Linked DNA regions of Mus musculus: region 2 is linked to region 1. A link is a contact called in public HiChIP or PLAC-seq data. All regions are on one chromosome and are shown on one strand. The core of a region is the stretch at or near the end of the contact, and the rest is flanking DNA. Distances in the headings are between cores, read along the strand shown. Region 1 has its middle 12 kb from the start of P4ha1. Region 2 overlaps Micu1 (mitochondrial calcium uptake 1).

What was found. HiChIP or PLAC-seq counts read pairs in DNA pulled down with a chosen protein or histone mark.
Region 2: a contact with region 1 is called in an H3K27ac HiChIP or PLAC-seq map of the NIH/3T3 cell line, with 4 times the contacts expected there. The contact joins two enhancer-like sites. A contact is called at or near these places in 1 of 115 datasets of contacts at active chromatin or transcription factors (the NIH/3T3 cell line) and 1 of 9 other capture datasets (embryonic stem cells).

What each region holds. Positions count from the first base shown.
Region 1 is chr10:59,308,532-59,313,333 of GRCm38.p6, forward strand. No RefSeq gene overlaps it. Among named protein-coding and RNA genes, the nearest start is that of P4ha1, 12 kb to the right of the region's middle. Within about 2 kb of position 2,325, at least 57 of the 459 cell types and tissues checked have an H3K27ac peak or open chromatin away from gene starts, as enhancers often do. A contact at or near this core is called in the NIH/3T3 cell line, where this site is marked.
Region 2 is chr10:59,754,362-59,759,163 of GRCm38.p6, forward strand. All of the region lies in intron 5 of Micu1 (mitochondrial calcium uptake 1), which reads left to right. Among named protein-coding and RNA genes, the nearest start is that of Gm17059, 43 kb to the right of the region's middle. Within about 2 kb of position 2,405, at least 50 of the 459 cell types and tissues checked have an H3K27ac peak or open chromatin away from gene starts, as enhancers often do. A contact at or near this core is called in the NIH/3T3 cell line, where this site is marked.

The DNA.
Region 1 (4,802 bases), core at 1,075-3,574:
AACCTTGGCCTACAGGTTGCTCTTAGGGAAATATTTTCTTTTTTTTTTAAGATTTATTTATTATTATATGTAAGTACATTGTAGCTGTCTACACCAGAAGAGGGAGTCAGATCTCGTTATGGATGGTTGTGAGCCACCATGTGGTTGCTGGGATTTGAACTCTGGACCTCCGGAAGAGCAGTCGGGTGTTCTTACCCACTGAGCCATCTCACCAGCCCAGGAGATATTTTCTTAACTGAGATTTCCTTGACACTTTAGCTTGTGTCAGGTTGACACAAAACCACCCAGTACACATAATGTTGTGACATGGCTCTTGTGTGAATTGTGTGCCTGTGTTAGCTAGTTTTATGTCAACTTGATACAGGCTACAGTCATCTGAAGGAAGGATCCTCAATAGAGAAAATGCCTCTGTAAGATTAGACTGTAGGCAAGCCTGTAGGGATAGCCCAGCCTGTTGTGTTTTGTGCCACCCTTGGTCTGGTGGTCCAGGGTGCTATAATAAAGCAGACTGAGAAAGCCTTGAGGAACAAGACAGTAAACAGCACTCCTCCATGGCCTCTGTATCAGCTTATGCCTATAAGTTGCTGCCCTGTTTGAATTCCTGCAACAACTGCTTTTGATGATGAAGTGTTAGATAGAAGTGTGAGTGAAGACATTTGGCCATGCCACCATGGCACAACAGGCACCACAAGAGGGCACTGTGGAATGGCAGTCTCCACTCTGTTACAGCACATCGCTGTGTTTGGGCTTTTGTTTTTGTTTGTTTGTTTGTTTGTTTGTTTTCAAGGCAGGGTTTCTCTGTGTAGCTCTGGCCGTCCTGGAACTCACTCTGCAGACCAGGCTGGCCTCAAACTCAGAGATCCACCTGCCATTGCCTCCAGAGTGCTGGGATAAAAGGTGTGTGCTACCACTGAATTGTCAAGTCAGTGAATTCCAGCCTAGTCTTTTGGTAGTTAAAGAAAAACAGTCGGGCTGGAGAGATGGCTCAGCAGTTAAGAGCACTGACTGCTCTTCCAGAGGTCTTCAGTTCAATTCCCAGTAACCACATGGTGACTCACAACCATCTGTAATGGGATCTGATGCCCTTTCCTGGTATGTCTGAAGAGAGTGACAGTATACTCATATACATAACATAAATAAATACATATAAAAAATAAAAAATAAAATAAAATAAAGACAATTGTGTATTTAAAGATACAACCATTCATTGAGCCAACAGATACTTGTTGAAGCCTATCACATGCCAAGCATCATGTTAGAGCTGGAGATCCATTGGTGGATAACTGTTTCTGCCATGAAAGGCTACAGCGTTTGTGCATGTTTGTGTTGCGTATGCAGACAAGTAAAGGGGGTGAGCATTAAGTATGGGAGATCACAGCTTACTTAATCAGTCTTTGATACATTTCAAGAAGGGACATCAGGGAGAAAGGCATAGAAGGCCAGGGGTGTAGCTTAGTTGGTAGAATGTTTACTTAGCGTGCAGGAGAGGAGGCTTTTGGGGTCTATCCCTAGAAGTGCATAAATTAGACATGGTGGCCCACACCTCTAATCTCAGCACTGTGAAGGAAGTGGCTGGAAGATCAGAAGTTCAAGGTCATCTACAGAAACTGCAAGGCAGTCTAAGTTACCTGAGACCCTGCTTCAAACAAAAACATAAACACTGCCACACACTGGAAAATTGGAAGCTTATTCTCTAAGCCTTAAGCAGACTGCTGAATATTGTTTTATGTTATGTAGAACAAGGAGTAGCCCTTAGCAGACGGGAGGAGGAAGTGGTTTACTTGAGGGCCAGACAACTTTAGGCCTTTGGCAAAGAGCCCTGTCCATTTGACAATGACAATGTAAAACGTGGAGGCTCCTATGTTTCTCTTCTAAAGCAAACTGCAGGAACAAATTTGGTGGTAAACACCTGTGACCCTATCTCTTTTGAGGCAGAGGAAGGACTGGGAGAGCTTGAAGGCAGCCTGAATATGAATCAAGGCCTTGCTCATCTTATCCCTCCCCCATATTCCCACTTAACAGCAGACTGCAATGTTATACACTCCCAACACTATCTCTCCAAACAGGAAGTAATGCTAAACAGATACCAAGATTAAAGTGATACTCAGCTGGAAGTCAGGACCACAATGAGCATTTAACATATTCCAAGGTCAAAATGTGAATTGCGGGATCTTATTAGGACAAGGCACACTATTGCAACCATTGGAGGAAGGAAGGCAATTCAGCAAAGGAGAGGTTAATGAAGGGATTCCTCTACATGCTCAGTGGCCAACCAGGCATCCAGCCCACTGAATCTCAGTCCCAGAGCCTCCTTCCTCTCTGAAACTCCGTTTCACTTCACTGGATAGAGAACTGAGATTTCTGGCATTCTTGCCGGGTGAGTTTGAACTCTTGATAAGTTCATTTGGGTGGAAGAATGTGTGGAGCTGCCAAGCTCTACAAATCTTTCAGACAGCCAAGTCAGAGTCTGTTTCTGAACAGGATCATTCTTCTCAAATGTAACTGGGTTTCACCAAAATGTTAAATGCCAAGCATTTTGTACACTCCACAGCATAGCAGTTAGATCTCCACCTGCTAATTACAACACTTGGATACCTAATACCCATGATTTCGTATGTTCAAAAGATGCTAGCTGCATTGCCACCGAACCTGATGGAAGAGGAGAAATGAGACCTGTGAGGTTAGCACAGTAGTTATACACCACATACCATACATACCTATGACATAACCACTGCCATGTTTATAACACTGATCCAAGTCCTAGCACAGTGTATGTGCTCAAATACTTGCTGAATCTATAAGTCATTAAGATAGATTTCATCATGTTAACGACTACTTTGTAGAAGGCAATTATGCTCCTGACAACACTATTTCCCTGTTGGGGAGACAGGTACCCTCCTTTTGGAGTCTGTTGCATTTGCAGCTGGGGAGTGTAGTGCATACCTGTTTCCCTGCACTCTGGAGCTAGCAATAGGATTGCTGAAAGTTCAAGTCTAGCTTATTCTATAGAGCAAAACCTTATCTTCAAAATTAATCAATATGATACCATGGGTGCTGGCTAGTTTTATGACTTAGCTGAAAGGAGGGAACCTCAGTTGAGAAAATACCTTCCTCAGATCTGGCTGTAGAGCATTTTTTAAATTAGTGATTGATGGGAGAGGGCCCAACGCATTATGGGTGATGCTGTCCCTGGGCTGCTGATCCTTCATTCTATAAGAAAGAAGGCTGAGAGAACCATATTGAAATAAGCCAGTAAGCAGCATCCCTCCATGGCCTCTAAATCAGCTCCTGCCTCCAGGTCCCTGTTCTGTTTGAGGATCCTGATGGATCTGCCACTGAAGGAGTTATATTTAGTATAGCTTACAAAATTAGGATGCAAGTTGCTGCACCCAACAATTGAGTTATCTATTAATTCTGAACTAAGTTTGTGTGCTGTTTTCCTTCACACGATGACTCAACTAGGTTCCAGAGAGAAAGATTTGGCAGCAAAGTGTGGGTTTGCAAGAAGTACACCCCAAAAGGCCATGGGAATTTGGAAGCGTGGGGCTGGCGTGGTAATGACCCACCAGTGGGAACTTATCGAGCTGGGTGGAGAGATTTCAGAACCTCGGGTCAGAGAGTCTGCCAAGATGAGAACAAAGCCCACTGGTGTCTTGCCAGTGATAGCATGGATTGCATTTTTTATTTATTATTATTTCACACTACAAGTTCCTGTCCTGACTTTCTTTGATGATGAACAGTGATGTGATGTGGAAGTGTAACCCAATAAACCCTGTCTTCCCAAAGTTTCTTTGATCATGGTGTTTTATCACAGTAATAGTAACCCTGATTAAGATTTCATCTGATGACTGATTATAGAGTCCTAGGAGCTGGGTACAATAGTATGGTCCTATACTACTAGACAGTCAGAAAGCTAAAAAAATAAAAAATAAAAAATGCTTGCCTTCATTTGACTGTCAAGGGTTCATTAAAAATTCTGCTGACTTCCAGTTCATCTTCTGAAGTCTAAGTCATGTGTTATAATTCTTCTTGGAATTAAGAGGATGTAGTTACCATGTGGCCTTAGCTGTCTGACATGCTCAAAAACTAATGTTTTACTAGTTATTGCACCCTGGCCCTGTTGTGTGTAACTTTGAGCTACCCCACCTATGCTTTGGGAAGGGGCCACACTACCCAACCCCAACAAGCTTCCCTTGAAAACATGGATAAAACACACACACACACACACACACACAGTTTTTCCTTTTCAACTTGCCTTCTTGACACAATTGATGTGTGCCACTATCTCCTGCCTGGAAAAAAAACATGCCCTTACCGTTACTCTGAGCTCTGCACCTCTCACACAACCTAAACTTTAGTGGCTAGTCCCGTCTAGCCCCTGCTAAACGCCCCTCCACCCACCTATAGTCGTGGCCTGTGTGGCCTCTTTGTTTTGAGATCTCACATGGCTTTTCAATTCTTCTCCATCAGAAGCGTGGCAACTCCTCTGCTCCCTTGTGTCTGTCTCTCTACTTGCCTCCCAGGACCCAGAAGTACCACCTCTTCCTTCTGCCCAGTAATTGGTCCATGGTTTCTTTACTGACAGATCAAGAACCAACTGGGGAACAGGACCTTACCATCAGAACTACAGGGCCCCATTTTAAGGTTAAAAGCAAATTATTATTTCTTAGGTTATTATTATTTATTATTATTCTTTATTATTTATTATTATTATTTCAAGGTTATTATTTCTCTCCATAACCCTTCTATCTTTATTTTGGTTTTCTGAGACAGAGCTTCACTATGTAGCCCTGCCTGGCCTA
Region 2 (4,802 bases), core at 1,155-3,654, 450 kb after region 1:
AGGACAAAGCCCTTTGTAGTTAAGATTACAGGTGGGGCATAGCCTAATCCTTGAGAAACAGGGAAGGAAGGAACCTAATTTGTCATAACTAAAAGATGGCCTTTAAGCCTAAAATGAAGGCAGACTGATTCATTAATAGGACTTTTTTCTCATCAAATGTTCTTGCCTTATTACTATTTGAATAAAAGTAACAATAGTGTGCTCTGCCCAGTTGTTGGTGGTGATGGTTTTTTTTGGTTCGGGGGTTTGGTTTGGGATTTCAGAATGGTGGATTTTGAGGCGATTGCCCAATCTGGTCTTAAATTTGAGCTGTTCTGCCTCTGCCTTCCAGATAAAGCACAGTTAGAAACTGATAATAAATGAAAATTTTTCATTTCAGGAAAGAAAATATGAAACATGCAAATTTAATAACTGGATTTAGAAACTAGAATCAAGCTGTTCTGTGTCCCACTGTGTCATAATGTGGTCAGCTGGCATTTTGGAAAGTACTGTCTGTCTGTCTTTTTATTGCCCCTGTCACTCTTAAAGTGATCTATCCATGTGGTGTGTAAACTGGATCCCTTCTGATGGTAATCAGGCCATTTGAGTAAGATGTTGTTTCTGTCATGGACAAAACCAGGCATTCTTCTTGCCAGTAATGATTGGCTGTGGGGGATAAAGCATCATTTGAACAGGACTGGTTATGATAGCCTTTTCTTTTGAGCAAAAAGCTCAGAGGGTAATTGAATTATTACAGTGAACCCAGGTGCTGAGTCAGCATTTCCCAGATCCTCTGGGTTGCTGGGGTAGCTCTGTGCTAGAATGTGTGCTTCAGCCTGGGCACGGCTCTGAGTTCAATCCCTGAAAACTTGCTAAAATTTCCATTTTTTCTTCTTCCTCAGAGATTTTCCCATCTTCTTTTGTACTCAAAGGTTTTTAAATCACTTTCATGGTCTTTTTCTTACAAATTAACTTCAGTTATTTTTTTTCCACACAGTATCACTAACTAATAACGAGAACGAAATCTAGCTTTGGCGTGTGACCTCTTTCTTTTCCAAGGCATTTATTTCCGTGGTGTGCGCTCCCGCATCTGATAGCCATGTGTAAGTGACCAGTAGCTGTTATAAAGCATGCTGAACCGGGGTGAGAGATACAGCTCTGTGTCACGGGGTAGCATGGTGCGCAGCAGAGCAAGAGTGTGGACCTCAGACTGTCGTGCCCTCGTTCAGACAGTGGCTCTTCTGTACAGCCGAGGGGCAGCAGCACCCTTAGCTGAGTGTCTCTTGCCTTGCCAGAGAACTGGGGCAGTGAGGACAGTTCGTAGCTGTTTGACATGGTTATGAGCCTGTGCTCATTTTATGGAAGGACCTCCCACTAACGTGTACGCCATCTTTCGTGGGTTTTAGCGGCCCCATACCCTGTGGGTAATTGTTCTCTCCTTAGTTCAGGCACCTAGAAAAGTCTCCCTGTGCTGTCCTTGACTGGTTATTTTGTATAAAGACTCCATTTGCCCAGCGGAGAGGCAAACTCCGCTGTTCACCGGAGCTCATTCCACCCCACCCCTCTACTGTAGATTCCTCTGGGCCTCGGCAGCCCCCACTGCAGACGTGTAAATCGCTAGTGATGCTTGCTTTTCATTCAAGAACTTTCTGAATGATAACTGAGCTTGATTTGGAAAGAGCGGTAAGTTTCAACCAAATTTTATTCCACAGCCAATGAAGTTTACTGATGTAAAAAAAGCTTTTTGAAGCCGCTTGATATTTGGAGCAGAGCCTGGCTAAATTAACTGACCTGAACTACTCCCTCAGATGGCAGCCAACACGGTGACAGCCTTCATTACACAGGACACCCCACCCCACCCCGCTTCAGTGGAACATAATAGAAGGTTCAGGTTCCCTCCCGAACTGCTCCGCTGAACGGCTACCAGTTCTCTGAACTCATCCGGCTTTGGTGGGTTGTGTGTTGGAGTGAATGACACAGCAGGCAGTTTGCCAGAAAGTTGAAGCTACGTCCCCCTAAAATTACGAGACATCCCAATAGGAAACTTCCATTCCAGAAATGCTTTGACCACCCTGGGGACGACGTGGAATCTTTACAACTCTTTTTAAAAAAACATGTTGACTCACATTCTCTGTGATTTGGTGCCGGGAGGTTGTGTTGTAGATCTTTGTTTTCTTGTGCCTAACGGGTGATGGCTAGAACATTTTCGTGTGTTTCTTCTTGTATTTTCAGGTTTACAGTGATCATTTTCACAGGTTGTTATTGTTCCTTCATATGTTGCGTTTTGTGATATATGTGTTTGATTTGTGGGCTTGTTCATATAATCACTGTCGATTTGTTTTTCTTTCTCTCTCCTTCTGATCAGGAGTTCTGGCAGGTACTGACTCGGCAGCATGTGCTTTCGATTAATCACTGCTCTGGAATCCATGTTAATGCTTCCGAGGCTGGGGGTCGGTGCATGCCTCTGGCCTCCCTACTCCCTGCACAGTGGTTTCCATCCCTGACTTAAATTTCCTGTTTTATCTCTAATATGACAATTCAAACACTGCACGGTCCTTGAGAATGTAGAACCCGCTCTAACTCAGAGGGAAATTTCATCAGTAGCTGTTAACACACAGGGATAAGAAATGTTTGTAGGCATTACACTGCATCAGATTTTAATTAATTGGTCATTTAAATGTTAGTATTGTTTGGGTTGTTTTGTTCCTAAACTATCATAGGAACAGGCGACAGTTTGAATGAATAGATGCATTTTTTTCTTTTGAAATTTCTTAATCAGTGCAAATAAGCCATTGCTTGGTTGATCTTTGCTCAATAAAATAGCTTAAGAGGAAGCTGGTGGCTCATTTAGACTTTATTACTTTGCCCCTTTGAGCCAGGGAATGACTGTAGCTTGGGGAAATAAGCAGACACATGGGAAGAACATGTAGGTAGAGCTGGCCGGGAGATGACCAAAGACAGGCAGAACACAGGCATTTTAAATTGATTTCTGCAGGGACTCTCAACTACAGATTATAAATTTTTAAATTTTATTCATTTAAAATTACTCTTGCATTTTTGATGGTTGGCTGCAATAAAAAAAAAATCTAAATTCAACTTAAATAGCAGCATCATTTGATTTGAAGTAATTGGTGATATAGTTAATGAGGACCGCAGGAGTAATCTTTCTTTTCATAGTGCATTGCCCCCTGTGTTCCTGTTTTAAAATGGGGTGGATTTTAGTAGTTCCACATAACTGTGGCATTAACGGTATTCTGAAACAAACAAATACTTTAAAATTTGCATCAAAAGAATTTACTGCTTCAAATTTCAATGCTTCAAATTCTGGGATTTTGTGTCAGAACAGCTAAGGTACAAACAAGTGCTAGCCAGTAGAGAACATAGCTGGGCTCGATCTCCTTGCCTACCAAGGACAAGCCCTGAACTGGGCCTTGCCATAGCACTCCAAACCTTTAAAAAAGAAAGGGTTGAGGCCCAGTCCCACAAGAAAGCCCTTCCCATGGCTCTCAGTGCAGTTAGACAAATGAGAGGCAGCGAAAAGCCCTTTCTCTTCATTAATAACCATGTGCTTTCGATTTGGAAAGACTTGCCTTCCAGGAGATCCATACAGCAAGAGTGAGGAGAAGAGAGAAGAATTAGCAAGTGCTAGAAGTCTCTGGAGCCTGCAGCCCTCAGTGCTCAGCACCAGTCACTGATGCTTTCAGTACAGGAAGTACTAGTTTTGCTTCACCAGAGGTTGGGAATCAGCCATTACGCCACTTGCAGATTAGTGCCTCTGTATAAGGAGGAACACGTAAATTTTGAAGTAGTCTGTATTTTTCTATCCATATTTTCCTGAACCTTTTCTGAGTTTCTAGAATCAGTATCTGAATGCAATATGTAGAAACTGTTTTGCTAAAATTAAAAATTTGAGATATTAACTACTTTTAAATCAGTTTTTACTGCATCCTTCAAAATATCTTGTGAATTTGTATTAAGCATAGGCTTTTCTTTTAAAAGATGCTGAGGGAATTGTTCATATTAGTTTCTAGAAACAGTGCTTGTCTTGCTGACACCAGTACGTATCTTTTAAGCTGCCCATGAGAGCAGCAGACCCCTTGTTAGAGAAGGTGGACCCTTGCGTATCTTTCTGCAGGATCTGCTCTTTGCATGCTGTTCCTACTGCCTGTAGAAAGCCCAGCACCGCGTCCTGCTAGCATAGTACACTGTTCTTCAGGCCAGCTCACTGATGACATCAGGTACTCAGTGCATTGCCATGAGGAGTATCCGAGGTCTCTTTCCAGTCTCTCCAGTTCCACCACTCCTAAAGTCTGTGGATTTAACAAGTTTTGGTTATTCAGGTTGAAAACAGAATGATAATGCAGTCATTAACTCCCCCAAAAGGATGTCATTCACTTGCTTGCCTCAAATGCTCAGACTCCTACTAGTACGCCTTTAGATACATTTTTATTTTAGGTTATGTTATGTTTGACCTTGAGATCAACCAAACCCATCTGATGTTCCATTGTTTATTTGAAGCATAATCATAACTGGCCATCACCTCTCTGACGACGCCCCATTCCTGGCTTTTCATCATGGAACAATGTTGGCTGCTCACTCTGACGTCAGAGGACTTTGTTCTAGACTGACTTCCTTTGTCATGTTACTTGAATACGAGCATGTTTAAGGCCACACTGTCATGATTCTAGAAGAGCTACTCAAAACAAGCGTCCTCCATTCTGTAGACGCAGGTCCGCAACTTGTTCTAAGTGTCTGCGATGCTCGCTGGCACTACAGAGACTGGGAAACTGGTTCTTTGAGAGTAGGCAGCTTTAAGAGTATGG